Linked DNA regions of Mus musculus: all the other regions are linked to region 1. Evidence: chromatin contacts called from public HiChIP or PLAC-seq and promoter capture Hi-C data. All regions are on one chromosome and are shown on one strand. The core of a region is the stretch at or near the end of the contact, and the rest is flanking DNA. Distances in the headings are between cores, read along the strand shown.

Region 1 (4,597 bases), core at 260-2,759:
GTCTGTCTCTCTGTCTCTCTGCTCCACACCCGTAGTTTCACAACAGTGAAAGTCTGCTTGTTCCTGTTCATCCTCCAGCCCTGACTGCCACTTGATTCAAAGCACAGAGGCTCGGAACCTTACAGATAAATGGAAAGGCCACAGATGCAAGAACATACGTAGGGTCTCTCTCCAACCTCTTGGATTTTCGCCCCACCCCTTTCTCTCCTAGAGTCTTCTTTCTTTTAAAGCTTTCTTGTATATGAAGTTGCTTGAGAGCAAAAACCCTTGTCAAAGATGCTTGTACCTGACTGCGATCAAAATCCTGAGTCTGACTTCACCGGATCCTCTGCACCACCTGTAACCCACAGGGTGCATTTGTGAGGTTGGCTGGGTTTTTTATGATAATTTATAAGTCAAATGAGGTTGCAGACAGGCATAAAACCAGCAATGACAGTACTTCGTAGAAAATTTCAAAGTACAAAAATACTTGGAAAACTTTGCCTACGTGTTTTTCAGAAAGAAGCCAAAGGCAACCTGGGGCATGAATGTGTCCCTCTAGTCCAGGAAGAATAGCTGTCCACATCGGCTCAAGGGAGTGTGCTCACTTCCTTAGCTACCGTCTACTCCGGGACCAGAGAAAGAATGCGTTAATGTGTTTGAGTCCAGGTTTGCCTCCAACCCAGAGCAGTCCTCCTGCATCCATCCTCAGATACTGAGAGTACTAGTGTGCACCATCATGCCCCATTCTACAGGAAAGAGGTTTGGTTTTGGAGATGAGCATCAGACATTGAAATAATTCAGCCACAGATGCCAGACACGTTTGGGGACATGGCTGTCTCCTCTGTGACTTCCCATCTAGCCGTCAACATTTGATTTGTTGATAAATATCGTAAATGGAAAAATCTGAGCCCTACTTCCCAATAAAGGTCTGGCTCCTTTCTTCCCTGTCACTTTTACATGGCTGCAGCACTCACTTTGTAATTTCCCCGTTCACATCTCCAGGCTGATGTGTCCCACCTCTCTTTGCATTTTACCAAAGCCTGGAACTGGCAGAAAACGACCTGGAAATGTTACTCAGATTTCCCGCTTTCCAAATATGGCTGTTGTTTCCACTGGGAATAGTGCTGGGGCTTTTGATTTATGGAGGAATGAATGCCTTCTGTCCATGAGGAATTTTAAGGGTGGCCAGGCAGTTGGAGATTTCTGAAGCATCACCTTTAGGGAGTTAGTGCTCCCTCTGCTGGCTGCCGAGTGGTACTGCATAAACAAGGCTGAACTGAGCTATGGGCCTGGGAGATGGGATGAGCCAGGACTGAGGCAAAATAAGCCACAAGCCAGGCTGCCTCACAGACCACCATTGATAGATACTGAGGAAGTAGCTTGTACAAGGGCCCTGCTGCTGGACTGGGCCTAGAATGGAGGAAGTAGTACAAACTGCGATTTTATGCAACCTCTTTAACTGGTCTGCAAATGACTGTTTTCTTCAAGTAAAAAGAATTATGAGTTAATTTTAAATTGCAGAAGTGAAAGCTCCCAGGCATTAGTCACAGTGACATGGTGGAGCAGCACCTAATGCACTGGCCAGATAGCACTTGCAATGTACTCGATACTTGGCAGAATCTAAGAACTGAGTTTTGTGTTCCTGTGTCACGTGAAACAAAAGTAGAAAAAGTCCATCACCTCTGCAAATGTGCGTTACTGGGTTACAAGCTGCAAATAGGAAGTTAACTGCAGTTTACATTGGGTAGCAGAAGTTTTGTTCTGGTTTGGTTTGGCTGGTTGGTTTGGTTTTGTTTAAATCCAGAGCCTAGCTAGGCTGTGGGAGGAAGCTAGAAAGCGGAGAAATAAAGCCACATGTTTATATTTAATTGATTTCAAAAAGAATCCGAGTAACGCATGGTGAGAAAGGGCAGTTTCTTCAAGAATTCTGTTGGGACAACTGGATTTCCACATGCAAAAAAGGAAATATTTGTAATCTGATAAGAACAAAGCATAAAATGGAACTCAGTTGCAAGGAAACAGTGGGTGAATGGAGTGTATGGACGTGCACCCCAGTCACACCAACCCTGGGGACTCAGGAGAGTAAGGCAGGAGGACATTGTAAGTGCTGTATGGCAAGATCCCATCTCAGAGAAGATGCTACGGAAAGTGCAGCAAGCCGGGCTTGAGGTTAGAAGCTTTGGTTGCAGGCCTTCAGGATCTGAACTTGGCATCCAGAACCCACGTGGTAGGAGAGAAGTGACCCCTGAAAGTTACCTTCTGACCTCCATGTGTGTGCTGTCACACACACACACACACACACACACACACACACAGACACACACACACACACACCACTGTTTTCAACAAAGGCAAATAGAGCTAGAAGCACAGCTAGGTGGCAGTGAGCCTGCCTCCCAGAAAAGGGGGAACAAAAGTACCTTTAAAATCATCCCTAAAAGCGAACAGCCAACAGCTGAGTGGACGTTCAGTATCACTCGTCATGTCATTCAGGAAATACCAAGTAAAACCATTGCTTAGAACAGCTGGCACCAAAATGCTGAGAGGAACTGAAGAGATGGGAGCCCCTGCACACTGCCACGGGATGGGCGTTAACATGGCCTTCAGGGAGGATGGAGGTCCTCAAAACACTAAGCTTCTCTGAGTAGACAGCCAAAGGACATGAAGACCCAAAGAGCCATCTGCACTCCTGAGTTCATGGAACCGCTGTTCACCGGAGCAAAGGGATCAGCCTCGGGGCCATCAACACTTAGATACGGCATCGAGGCAGAATGGAATACGGCTCAGACGTAAAAACAATGAAGTCCTGTCATTTGCAATATATACATAAAGGAATGTAGATACTGTGCAAAGTGAAATAAGCCAGGCCCATAAAAATGCCCCATGACCTCATCTGTAAGTGGGACAAAAAATATTGACTCCTAGAAACAGGAAGTAGGGTGTTAGTTACCAGAGGTAGGGTTGAGGCCTAGGGAAATTACTGATCAAAGGATACAATCTCTCTGCAAAGTCAAGAGAGCCATTAACAATGTATCTATAGACTTGAAAACTGCCAACCACTTTCTCAAGTGCTCTCACCTAAATAAATGTGAGGTAAAAACATGCTAATTAGCTTGAGTTAGCCATTCCACAATGTGTACATAGTTTAAAATATTTTTAGATGATAAAAACATATAATTTGTATTTGTTTACAAAATAAACAACCCAGAACGGGCCATATAGAAACACTATTGTGGCGTTATTTTTTTTTTTCCTTTCCCTGGAGACGCGGCGTCATTAAGTCAAGGCCAGCCTCTGATCCATTCACCTTGCAGCTGAGGATAACCTTGAACTCCTGCCTTCCTTACCGAAGAGCACCCCTACACCCGGCCTCACATCTTTATCTTGCTTCCTTTTTCTTTCACAATACCTGTAATAAGTGAATACCAGAGTCCCACCCAGACTTCTCATCTGCGTCCTAGGCTAAGTACTGGAGCACTAATGCCCACGAGATCGAAGGCACGGTGTTCGACCGCAGTGGGAAGGCTGTGCACCGGCTGTTTGGGAAATGGCACGAGAGCATCTACTGTGGCGGCGCCTCCTCTTCCACATGCGTCTGGAGAGCAAGTGAGTGTCGGCCAGACCCCAAGCTTATAGCTGATGAGTAGCTGCCTCAGGGCGGGGGTGGGGGAGCGCTGCTCTGTGTCTAGCTGCCATTGCTTGAATGAGGTTAGTGCTACTGGCCGGTCTGTCAAATCCTTCTCATGCTTACAACAGCATCTCAGTTGTTCTGGGTCCTTGGGACCTCAGAAAGGAGCCACTGCCAACCCAAGGGTGGCCTGATGGGCTCTAGGGGTTCACACATGGCACCATAACAGGCCTTGTTGGAATAACAGCAAAACGCAAGTAATTCTGGAGCAAACTGTCCGTAGAAATGACAGAGTGGCCTAGGCTTCCCAAAGCATGCAGGATCCCCCAATTGCTCCAACCCCAAAAGCCTCCCCAGTCTCCCCCTTGTAGTCCCAGAAGGACACTCCCCCTGGAGCACTTGTGTCAAGAAAGTGGTGGAAGCCCCGGCTGTACCAGCAACCCTTTCGTCTTCAGATCCAAAAAGAGCCTGTTTCCAAGTTGGAGTCGTTTTCTTAAACCGTTGTCCTGAGATGAGGCCTTTAAGAATGGGGTTAGTCTGTTTAAACGAGGGAGAGAAGGGTTGGGGGTTGAGGTGGGAATTTAATAATAAGTTGAGGGGTGATGGCCCCGTGTTGTTACCTCTGCAGCCTACTGGAATCAGAGACACAGACCAAGGAGGAAACATGTAACACACGTTCACCTGAAGTTGGGCTTGTGTTCTGTTAGGAAGAGATGTGACTGTAGGGTCAGTGGTGTCCCTTACAGGAGGCTGCAGCCGCATCTTCTTCCATCCTCAAGGCTGTTGTGGAACTGGAATAGTGTCCCAGGAGCTGCCGTTCTAGCTTCAGAGGCACCCACAAGGCTGCATGCCAGTCTCTCATTTGCTGACAGCCTCTCGTGGGTTACTGTCAGATCTTCACCATTCTTCCTTGACTGTGTCTCCACGTGGGCTTCCAGCTCCCCTGGCCCATGTTGGAGGAAACCATCTTCCCTCTGGTGGGCGGGG
Region 2 (4,460 bases), core at 1,288-3,787, 290 kb before region 1:
TTATTTCTGAGGGTGAGTTCTCGCTCCCTTTTCCTGGTCCTTGGACTTCCCTCCCTCAACTCCTGGAACCATGGGCCTAAAAGCTTCAAATGGACACTGACGAAGAAATAGCTTCTGCCCCTAATGATATGTGTGTCTCAGCGTCCTGCCAGGTCCAGGTGTTCGCTCAAAATTCTGCATTCTGGACAGCTTCAAAGCAGCTAGCCCCAGGTGCTCCAGCCTCGTAGACTGCCCTGACTAGGCCTATACTTTCCAGTCCCAGATGGTCCCACAGAGCCCGGACAGCAAGTGAAATAGCTAGCTCTCAGGATTTGGCCAGCATCCCAGCTTTCCTGGGTCCTCAGACAGCAGGAAACAGTTTAAAGAGAACAGCGCCCTCACTTCCAGCCTCACATCACTCCTTCCTGTTGCTTCACCTTTAATATTAAAAGGAGGAACGCTGTGAATTGGGTTCTCTGCCAGAGTGCTGCTCAGCAACTCAGCGGCAGCACATTTCCATGGTCAATGCAAGTTACACACTTCCTCTATGCAGCAGGCACATCCTTTAAAAGACCCTGGCCACCCAGATCTAGCTCTGTCTGTGTCTGCCCTGTCTGTTTTGTTCTGTCGCCTGGTCTCTTGTCTCTCTCGTGTCCCCACTCCGAGAAGGCATTTTGCTCGTCCTCCCCAGTAAGGCCCTCAGGCAATCTGTTCTGCAGCATGAATCCTCAGCACACCTTGGCCCCACACTTAATGGGTATTCCTGACACTTAAGGCTAATAGTGTTGGTGTTGTGCTCAGACTGTAAAAACCCCAAAGAGGCCACCAGGAATCACAACCTGCTGTAATCCCATGAGGGTCTTTATTCAAGCTCAAGCTCGGGCCACCAACCTTCCTGATGGAACAGGAAGGAGAGTAAACCCCCAGGTCTAAGCAAAGGGGGGTTATAAAGAAAAAAAACCGCAAGCGGGGTCTCCAAGCCTTGGCATTACACGAGGGGTAAAGGAATGCTGTCCTTCAAACCTGATAGCATTGGTTCAGACAGTGGGGCAGAGCCGCGCAGCTGGAAAGGGACCTTTGTGATCTGGGAAAAGAAACTTGTGCTATCAGAAGTTGGTGTATTTCTACAAACGTCACAGCTGTCTGGGGACACTTAATTGTCTCTTTTCCATAGTCCCAGAGTGGGCTTTTATCATTTCAAGGATATTAGCCTCTGCTTCCTTCAAGGGCAGGACCCTTCTGCACAGGAGAAATGTTGGTTGTTAATCAAAAGGGGGTGTGCATTTCAGTGATGTGGAGGCTAGACTATGCTGCTTTTCGTCTGTTCCCAAGGCTGGAATTTGCCCCCCTCCCCCCGCCCGAGAGTCATCAGGGGGAGGGAGTGTTAACTGTTCTGGCTCCTCGAAGAGTCAGGAGAGTGTAAGATCTGATATGCAGGTTTCCCTTGTCTCTTAATTGGAAATAATAAATTCAAAAGACCTTTGTAAACCAAGCAGTTTTTAATATTCAATTCTGCAGAAAGCAACATAAGCACTGAGAAAAGCCAAACACTGCTGCTGTACTGATTTGAAGAAAGATGATGGCTTTTCCCCTGATACCATGAAAGTCCAGCTCCCTTCCTGTAGGCCAGGGCTTGCACCCTTCCCAAATTCTTCATCCTGTTGGTTTATGGCAAGAGCTTTATCCATAATTTAGGACTTGAGAGTGTCCCTTTCTCTGATATAGTGTTCAATAGGCTACCAGTAGATCTCCAACTCTTCTGAGCTGTGAGAAGCTGGGTGAACCACCAGCTAGTAGAAAAGATACCTCCTTGCCTTGGGCTTTTCTGTAACTCTGACGAACTTAAGAGCACATCACACTGCAAACTGTAACAATCTGTTTTTTTTTGTTGTTGTTGTTTTTTGTTTTTTTTTTTTTACACAAAGATCTTCTCTCTCTCCTTCCCAGGACCAGAGCTTTTGTTTCCCTCACACCTTGAGAAAGCATGCTCACCCACCCAACTTAGGGCAACTGTAGATCAGATAGTCTGCCAAGCCAGCGCCGCCAGAGGGCGCCTGAGGTCAGCCTATGGCGGGGCGTGAGGCAGCGGAGCCGGAGCGGGGCCTAGGACTGGACTGGTGCCCTCAGGAGGTGGGGCGAGGGAGGGAAGAGGTGGGACTTGGGTAGAAGGGCGGGACCAGGCCTGAAGGAAAAAGGCCCCAGGGACCGCGAAGAGAGGCGGGTGGGCGGGGCCTGAGAAGGGGGCGGGGCGCAGGGGCGGGGCCGAGTCTGTAGTTGAGCGCCTCTGGCACATGCAGGAGTTTAAAGGCGCTAAGACTCCGGGGCCAGGCATGAGGTTGAAGCGGAAACGCGGCGGTTCCACCTTTCCCCTAGCCACAAAGCCCTCTTTCCTCACTTCCGGCTTCTCTTCCAATTCTGGTGGTCTAAGATCCTCTGAAGGGCTCCCCGCCACACGTCGGCCAGCGCCCCACCCTCAGGATGTGTTACCTAGTGCGCGGTCACCGCCGCCGTCACAGGCAGCCTCAACCCCGCCCCGGCCTGCCCGCAGCCCTCTGGCCTTCTTCCCCCGCACCTGCCCGCACGCTCCCGGGGCCCGCAGGTGCGGAAGACCACGAAATTCCACGCCCCGCGGAGAGGAGACCCACCAGATCCCGAGACAAGAAAGGGAGACGCGGTCGGGCAGCGCTCCGGGGCAGATGTGTCAGGTGCGTGCGACCCCTGGCTGCACGGCTTCTAGGGACCGGAGTCCTCCGAAGGGACGGGCTTCTCTCCAGCGCTCTGGGGAACCCAATGTCCCCCATGAGGACAGAGGTGCGCACCACCCAGTTTAACTGCCTGAGAAACAGAATTGCAGAGCCTTGAGAGGAAGGGCTCTTGACCTGTTAATGACGAGTCTCCCTGCTTAGAAAGGCCCCCGCGCTAGAAGTTACCTGATTGTTCTTGAATATTGTTACATTTGAGGTGAGACATGAATTGTTTCACAATGTGTTCATCTTCCACTCTGCAGGTTTGCTTCAGTTTATCTCCACAGGTTTGACAGCATCCACAGACCCTCACAGCCAGTAAGAAAATAAGCCTCTGGTTTTTGTGCATCGATGAGTTGAATTTTGCCAGCAGAAACTGTTTCCTGTCCGGTCTAACCAAGGCAGTTTACAAGTCCAAATTTTCATTTTTATCTATTTACTTATCTCCAGACTAACATTTTAGGCAAGAAGCATGGAGGTAATTCACGGCAGGCCCCACTGCTGCAGGAACCTTGAAGGAGCTGACATTCTGTCAAACACCTTTTACTCTAACGGACTGCACACCCCGTACGAAACAACTATTCGGCCAACTGCTTCACAAGCCAGGTAAAACAAAAGTTAGAAAAACGCAGGAGAAAGATGTCGTTGCATTCGTGACTTTTTCTATAACACACACACACGTGAGCACTCCCATATATCACATGAAGGAGAAGGCAAAGCATGAGTAAACTACATGGTTAATCTGTTAAAACTGGAAAAGGGCTGTAGGCTATAACAAGGGAGGCATATTCTTCCACTGCATTCTACAAGTGTGTGTGTGTGTGTGTGTGTGTGTTTTGCTAGGGACTGAGTCCAGACCATGCCTGCAAGGCAAACACTACCACCAACCTACCTTTCCAGCCCTGTTCTAGAACCCTAGGATGGCCCCTTCCTTCACTTGGAGAGTGTTTTAATAGAGCACTACGGTACTAACAGCCTGCCCACCAACACCTTCTGCCAAGAAAGAATCCCAGAGTTGGTGGCAAACATGATGCTGTGTTTTGTTGTAGACCTTTCGCTCCTCATGACAGCCATGAATAGAGTAGAACTGTTACCCTCTTTCACCTGTGATATATGTAGGGTACAGACACATATTTCGCCAAACTCTGTCTCAGCTACACCCCCAACCCTGTGATTTACTTGATTTTTAGAGGAAGAATAAGGCTCTGTTTCTAAGTACCTTGTGTAGGTGTGTTCTTCTAATTTCACACGGCCAAACCCCTAATAATTCTTTGTAGACGAGGATAGGTAGATAGATGTCTCAGCTGGCACAGTGCTGATCACACAAGCCTGAAGATGTGAATTTGATCCCTAGTAAAATAGGAAGCATTAAAAGGGACATAAAAAGCAAGTGAAGGTGGCATGAACCTGTCACCCCAGTGCTGGGGAGGCAGAGACAGGAGGAGCCCTGGAATCCCTGGGGCTCAATAACTAGCTAGTCTAGTAAAATCTGTAAACCCCAAGTTCAGTGAGAGACCCACTCTCAAAAAGTGAAGTGCGGTCAAGGAAGATGTTTAATGTCAACTTCTGGCTTCACAATCTGCGTAGAAACACATACAACAAACTTTTTTCTTTATTCTTAGGGAATTAAGACAGAAAGCCACCTTATCTCAGTTTAAACACTTCCAAAGTAGGGCTGGAAAGATACTTCATCTGTTAAGAGCACTTGCTGTTCTTCCTACGGACACAAGTTTGGTT
Region 3 (4,776 bases), core at 772-3,271, 460 kb after region 1:
GAAGCCTGATACACATTGGAAGAAAGGGAGGGGTGCCATTAGGGTAAGACCTCACTCTGCAAAGTTTCCAGTTTGTAAAAGAAATAAACCTAAGTAATTTTAAAGCTGCTGCAAATGTAATTCAATAGGAGCAGAGGTCACTCTGAGTTAGCAGCCATTCTTGGAAATATTATCCACATGGTTTTGGTTTTAGAATCACAAAGGACATATATGTAAAGGGGTTGTAGAATCTTCCCCAATGGTCACAGAGGGTCACTGAGGCCAGGTGTGTGTCCCTGCATGTAGGACACGAGAACATCGCATAAGGCTATGGAAGTAAAGCCCAAGTTGTGTTGGAGACCCCAAGATGTTGAACACAGCAGACCCCTGATATATCTACCAAGGAGAGCTGCAAACAGGGAGTGGAACCAGCCCAAGAAGGAGGCATGTGTTGTAGAAAAGGAAGCCAAGAATGCAGAGCCATCTAAGCTTTCTGACCTCAGACATAGAACCACAGGAGTTGGAGATTTTCTGCTCAGTTCTGGTCTTTCTCACATCTAGTATTTCCCCATTTTTTAAAAATAGTATTTTATCTTCTGTGCCATTGTATGTTTGAAGGATGTAACTTTTCTTTTCTTTTATGGGGCTTACAATTAAGAGATTGCCTTGAGTCTCAGAAAAGACTGGACTCTAGTACTGTGAAAGACCACAGGGACTTTTGAAGTTGCCTGTGACCACAAGCTTATGGTAGACTGGAAAGGATTCAGTGTGACATTGCTAAAGGAGGCCACTAGGTGAACCTTTAACGTTTCAGAAGACTCACACATCTTGAAGCAATCTCTGCTTTCAGCTTGATATCCCAGATACGAGCTCTCAACTATTCCTGCCACCAAACCTTCACTCTGCCATCATGGAATATAATACTTTGGAACTCTGAGTTCAGTTACACACTTTTATAGGCTGCCTTGATCACGGTGTTCCATCACAGCAACAGAAAACTGACTAATAAATTCCCAGCATAAATTTCCACCCACCTGAGACAGACTCATAACCCACTTCATCTTCTTCTGTTCATCTTTATAAAACCAACTCTCATCTGGCTTTCCTTAGGAAAAGTCACACCTATTGAGCTATTATACTGTTATATCTAGCTAGCTATTATAATGCTCAGCAATGATGAAGACTGATCCTCTCATCCTCTAATATATACACACGTACACGCACACGCACACACACACAACACATAATGTGTGTGTGTGTGTGTGTGTGCGCGCGCGAGCACGTGTGTGTATTCTGCATTTTAATAGGCCATATGCTGTTGGACTATGGAACTTTAATGAAGAAAGTTTGAAGAGAAAGGGTTTTATCACTTGCCCAATCCTTGCTGTGTTATTCATTGTACATCATTGCTACCAGTGATAGATAATAGGTCATACGGAGAAATGGCCTGGAAGTGAATAAACAAGCCTGAGACTCTGTTCTTAGGGAAGCACTTAACCTTGCTGGCCTGGGCTTCCTGACCTCCTTGGTGATGTTTCCGTTTGCAAGGTGATTGGAAGGATGTTACTAAAAATAATACCTCAGTATTACTAAAAAATAGCAAGTTGGTTCAAAGTTTATTACAAGGCAAAATTTGTAGTTGGAGGTAGTCCAAGGGTGATGTCATGAACTTGTTACCTCTTGGGCCTCACACTCAAAGCAATCAATGTCTAAGGAATACCCCTGAGACCTGTGAATGGCAGGCCAGAGCTTAGCTCTGTAGTAAGCTGACATCAGTCAGTGGCTCTGCTCTGGACACACAACGGTTGATGTTTTACTTTGCATTGTCCTGAGATATAAAACAGAAATACCTCCCACTGCATTTCTCCTTTTAGCATAGTGCCCTTTGCCCTGGTATTTAATGGTTCTGGGGAGGGGAACCAGGAAGGTAAGAAAAGGAGTCATTGCCAAAGGGGCATCAAGCAGGAAAACTGAGGGCCCTTTCCAAAACCGAGAGTAAGATGACAAAGAGGTCAGACTATGTGTCATGGGCTGCTGCTCTGGGATTCTTGCTCAATGTGTAGTGAAGGGAAAGGGAAGTAAATATACAGCAAAGGGGCATGAAGTATGTCCTTCCTAAATCTCAGCATCCAAAAGGACAGTGGCACTGTCGAATGTGTAAGTGCAAGAAGAGGTCTGTGATTCCCTTTTCTTCTTTGTGCTCTGACTATGTCAGCTAGGGCTATCTGGGCTGCCAGTTGAATGGATCTTATAACCAGGAGTCATTAGGTAGGCAGATAGCCACACTAAAGGCTCATTAGATAAGGCCCACCAAGCTTAAGCTACCCCAAAAGAGAGACAATGAGTTGCTGTTGACAAGAACCATTAATCCACTATTCAGAGGTCACTGTCCATGCTGAGGACCAGCCTCAGCTTGTCAGAAGTCCTGAGGAAGGGGTCTTTGGGAGCGGCAGGCGAATGACTTAGATTTAGTGATGGAGGTAAGCTGTCAGCTCTATGTTCTGGTTGAGATAGCTCTCTGCTTAAGATAGCTCTATCTTGCAGACCAAAGCACAGTCTTTTATTTTGCATAAGCTACTTCCTTAGGAATTGCCTATTAATTCAATCATTTACCCCAGCTCCCTTTAGATTATCCCACAAATCAATATTTTATGACCTTAGCCCCTTGACTCTAAAGACAAAGCCACATGGCCAAAGCTGCTGAGTTCTGGTGCTTGCTGGATCTGGGACATGTTCCCATTGTTCTATTGCATTATCACCAGGTTTATGTTTTCCAACTCCTTCACTGCCTAAGCTTGGGTGTCCTGGAACTTGCTTTTACACAGACTTTCTTGAATTCAAAGATCTGCATGGTTCTGCCTCCTGAATTCTGGGATTAAAGGCATGTACCACCAGGCCTGGACCTAAGCTTTTCTTCACCTACAACTTGCTCTGTCCCAGGTTGGTCTTAAACTCAGAGATCTGCTTGCCGTTGACTCCTGAAATTAAAGGTGTGTACTACCATGCCCGGGCCTAAGCTTATCATGGCCACTATTCTTCAAGATCTTGATCACAACTGTGCCCTCTATTTCTGGATTGTAGTTTATTCAAAATTAAAAATCCAAACCATTTCTTGTTCAACTACAAACACAAACAATAAGCTTAGCCTGATGGGATCTTGCCCTGATCTAAATCTCTTTGTCCTTTTCTCACTATCTTTCTGACAAAGCTGGCTTATTAGTGTAGCTGTCTTTGTTCTTTTAGATCCATGAAGCAATTAATATTGCATCCTTAGTTTTTGCATAGTTGAGAAATCCTTTAAAGAACAGTTCTCACACTGATTTATGTATTCTTGAACTTGTATTTTTAGAGTTCTTTCCCACAGCCTTAAAGGCTGTCCTGAAGGTCACAGTCACCATTTTGCTGAGGAAAACTAGACATTTTCTCACTTCCTGGAACAGTGCTGTTTCTGATTATCATGGAGTCATTAAACTTGGCAGGGAGAACATTCCCTGAAAGAGGAAAATAAAGTAAAATATATCCATTATTACACAACTAAGCCTTATACCTACAGCAACAATCAACACTAGAGAAGATCCACGCTCTTCTCCATGCTAGGCCTGGAAGTCCAGGCATCATTGAAAAGAAATTCCAGCTTCACTGGGTTCAAGAAGTTTCTGGAGAAGAACAGCATATAAAGTCAGGCTCATCACCCTCACACCAGGCTGCTAGTTGCCCTTGGATATCTCAGGAAGAGTAAAAGAAATCTTTGGGGCAAAGAAAAAGCTCAGTTAGGACTTCCCAGATTTAAATTAGTGATGTGAAGTCACAAATTAGTGATGGAATGAGTCATAGAAGTCACTACTCTGAATGAGAGTGTTTGCCTCTCTTGATATCAATGGGAAATTTGAATCTTTTAAGGCAGAATAAGAAAAATGATTTAGGGGAAAGTTAGACAGTATGTTCCACAAGTAAATTTCTCAAGAACAGATGAGAAAAGCAGCCCCCTTTATCATTTGGGTAGGTTTGAGTATTAAAAACACAATGTCAGAGGAGGGAGATGACTCAGTCAATAAAGAACTTACTGATAGAGAATAAGGACCTGAATTTGGATCCCAGTGTCCATGTGAAAAGCTGGGTGTGATACAACTTGCCTGGAGTTCCAGTACTGAGGATACTGAGATGGGCAGGTTGCTAGAGATCATTGACCAGCAAGTCTGGTAAATCAGGATTAGTGGGCTACCTCATTTCAAAACAAAGAGGGAGAATGATTGAGGAAGACAACCCAAGTCAATCTCTGACTTCCATACATGTATCTGCAGGTTCACATGTATCTGTACATATCAGTAAATGCACCCACATAACTTTGCTCATACAACACACACACACACACACCCCAAAACTAGAAGAAAATGCAATGTTAACCATATGAAAGATGATCCTTTCATCTCTAGTACAAGATCTTCCTCTAGAGAAGCCCCATCTTTTCCTTCAGGGTTTCATTACTATACATCATTACTGTCAAGCAAACCCACTAACCACCTGTGCTAGAGACTGATACCAGGAACAATATTTAACAATTTATAACTTAATGGTTTTCAAAGTAACTTATAATTCTTGATCTGTGTCGAATAGGAACATAGAGTCTTGTCACCATGAAGGAACGGTCTTGGAAATACTTGTCTTCACTACTGCTGCCTCCCTTAACTCATTAGCAGCTGGAAGAGTAGAGACTATAATTCTGCAAATACTGTACAGCCATGCATGGATTTCTATTTCTCCTTGATAAGATCAGACTCCAAATGTCCTTATTTATCT

Evidence for each region. Promoter capture Hi-C pulls out the DNA fragments that hold promoters and counts their contacts. HiChIP or PLAC-seq counts read pairs in DNA pulled down with a chosen protein or histone mark.
Region 2: a promoter capture Hi-C map of pre-B cells shows a contact between it and region 1, with 2.9 times the contacts expected there. The contact joins the promoter of 4921507P07Rik here to the enhancer-like site in region 1. A contact is called at or near these places in 6 of 39 promoter capture datasets (3T3-L1-derived adipocytes, hippocampal neurons, liver and 2 more), 1 of 15 datasets of contacts at CTCF or cohesin (embryonic stem cells), 7 of 484 Hi-C or Micro-C datasets (the N1E-115 cell line, bone marrow-derived macrophages, cerebral cortex and 4 more), 10 of 115 datasets of contacts at active chromatin or transcription factors (acute myeloid leukemia, bone marrow-derived macrophages, embryonic limb bud and 4 more) and 2 of 9 other capture datasets (embryonic stem cells and liver).
Region 3: an H3K4me3 HiChIP or PLAC-seq map of bone marrow-derived macrophages shows a contact between it and region 1, with 4 times the contacts expected there. The contact joins two enhancer-like sites. A contact is called at or near these places in 2 of 484 Hi-C or Micro-C datasets (bone marrow-derived macrophages and liver), 1 of 115 datasets of contacts at active chromatin or transcription factors (bone marrow-derived macrophages) and 1 of 9 other capture datasets (embryonic stem cells).

Annotation. Positions count from the first base shown.
Region 1 is chr6:50,302,008-50,306,604 of GRCm38.p6, reverse strand. It overlaps Osbpl3 (oxysterol binding protein-like 3), which reads left to right. Exons shown (of 24, transcript NM_001347213.1): 21 at 3,444-3,588. Among named protein-coding and RNA genes, the nearest start is that of Gsdme, 43 kb to the right of the region's middle. Within about 2 kb of position 1,509, at least 97 of the 459 cell types and tissues checked have an H3K27ac peak or open chromatin away from gene starts, as enhancers often do. A contact at or near this core is called in acute myeloid leukemia, bone marrow-derived macrophages, cerebral cortex and 2 more, where this site is marked.
Region 2 is chr6:50,594,667-50,599,126 of GRCm38.p6, reverse strand. It overlaps 4921507P07Rik (RIKEN cDNA 4921507P07 gene), which reads left to right and starts at 2,537. Exons shown (of 10, transcript NM_027564.3): 1 at 2,537-2,684; 2 at 3,174-3,329. The coding sequence starts at 3,196. It overlaps 5430402O13Rik (RIKEN cDNA 5430402O13 gene), which reads right to left. Exons shown (of 3, transcript NR_027892.1): 3 at 4,262-4,460.
Region 3 is chr6:49,840,091-49,844,866 of GRCm38.p6, reverse strand. No RefSeq gene overlaps it. Among named protein-coding and RNA genes, the nearest start is that of Npy, 20 kb to the right of the region's middle. Within about 2 kb of position 2,021, at least 3 of the 459 cell types and tissues checked have an H3K27ac peak or open chromatin away from gene starts, as enhancers often do. A contact at or near this core is called in bone marrow-derived macrophages, where this site is marked.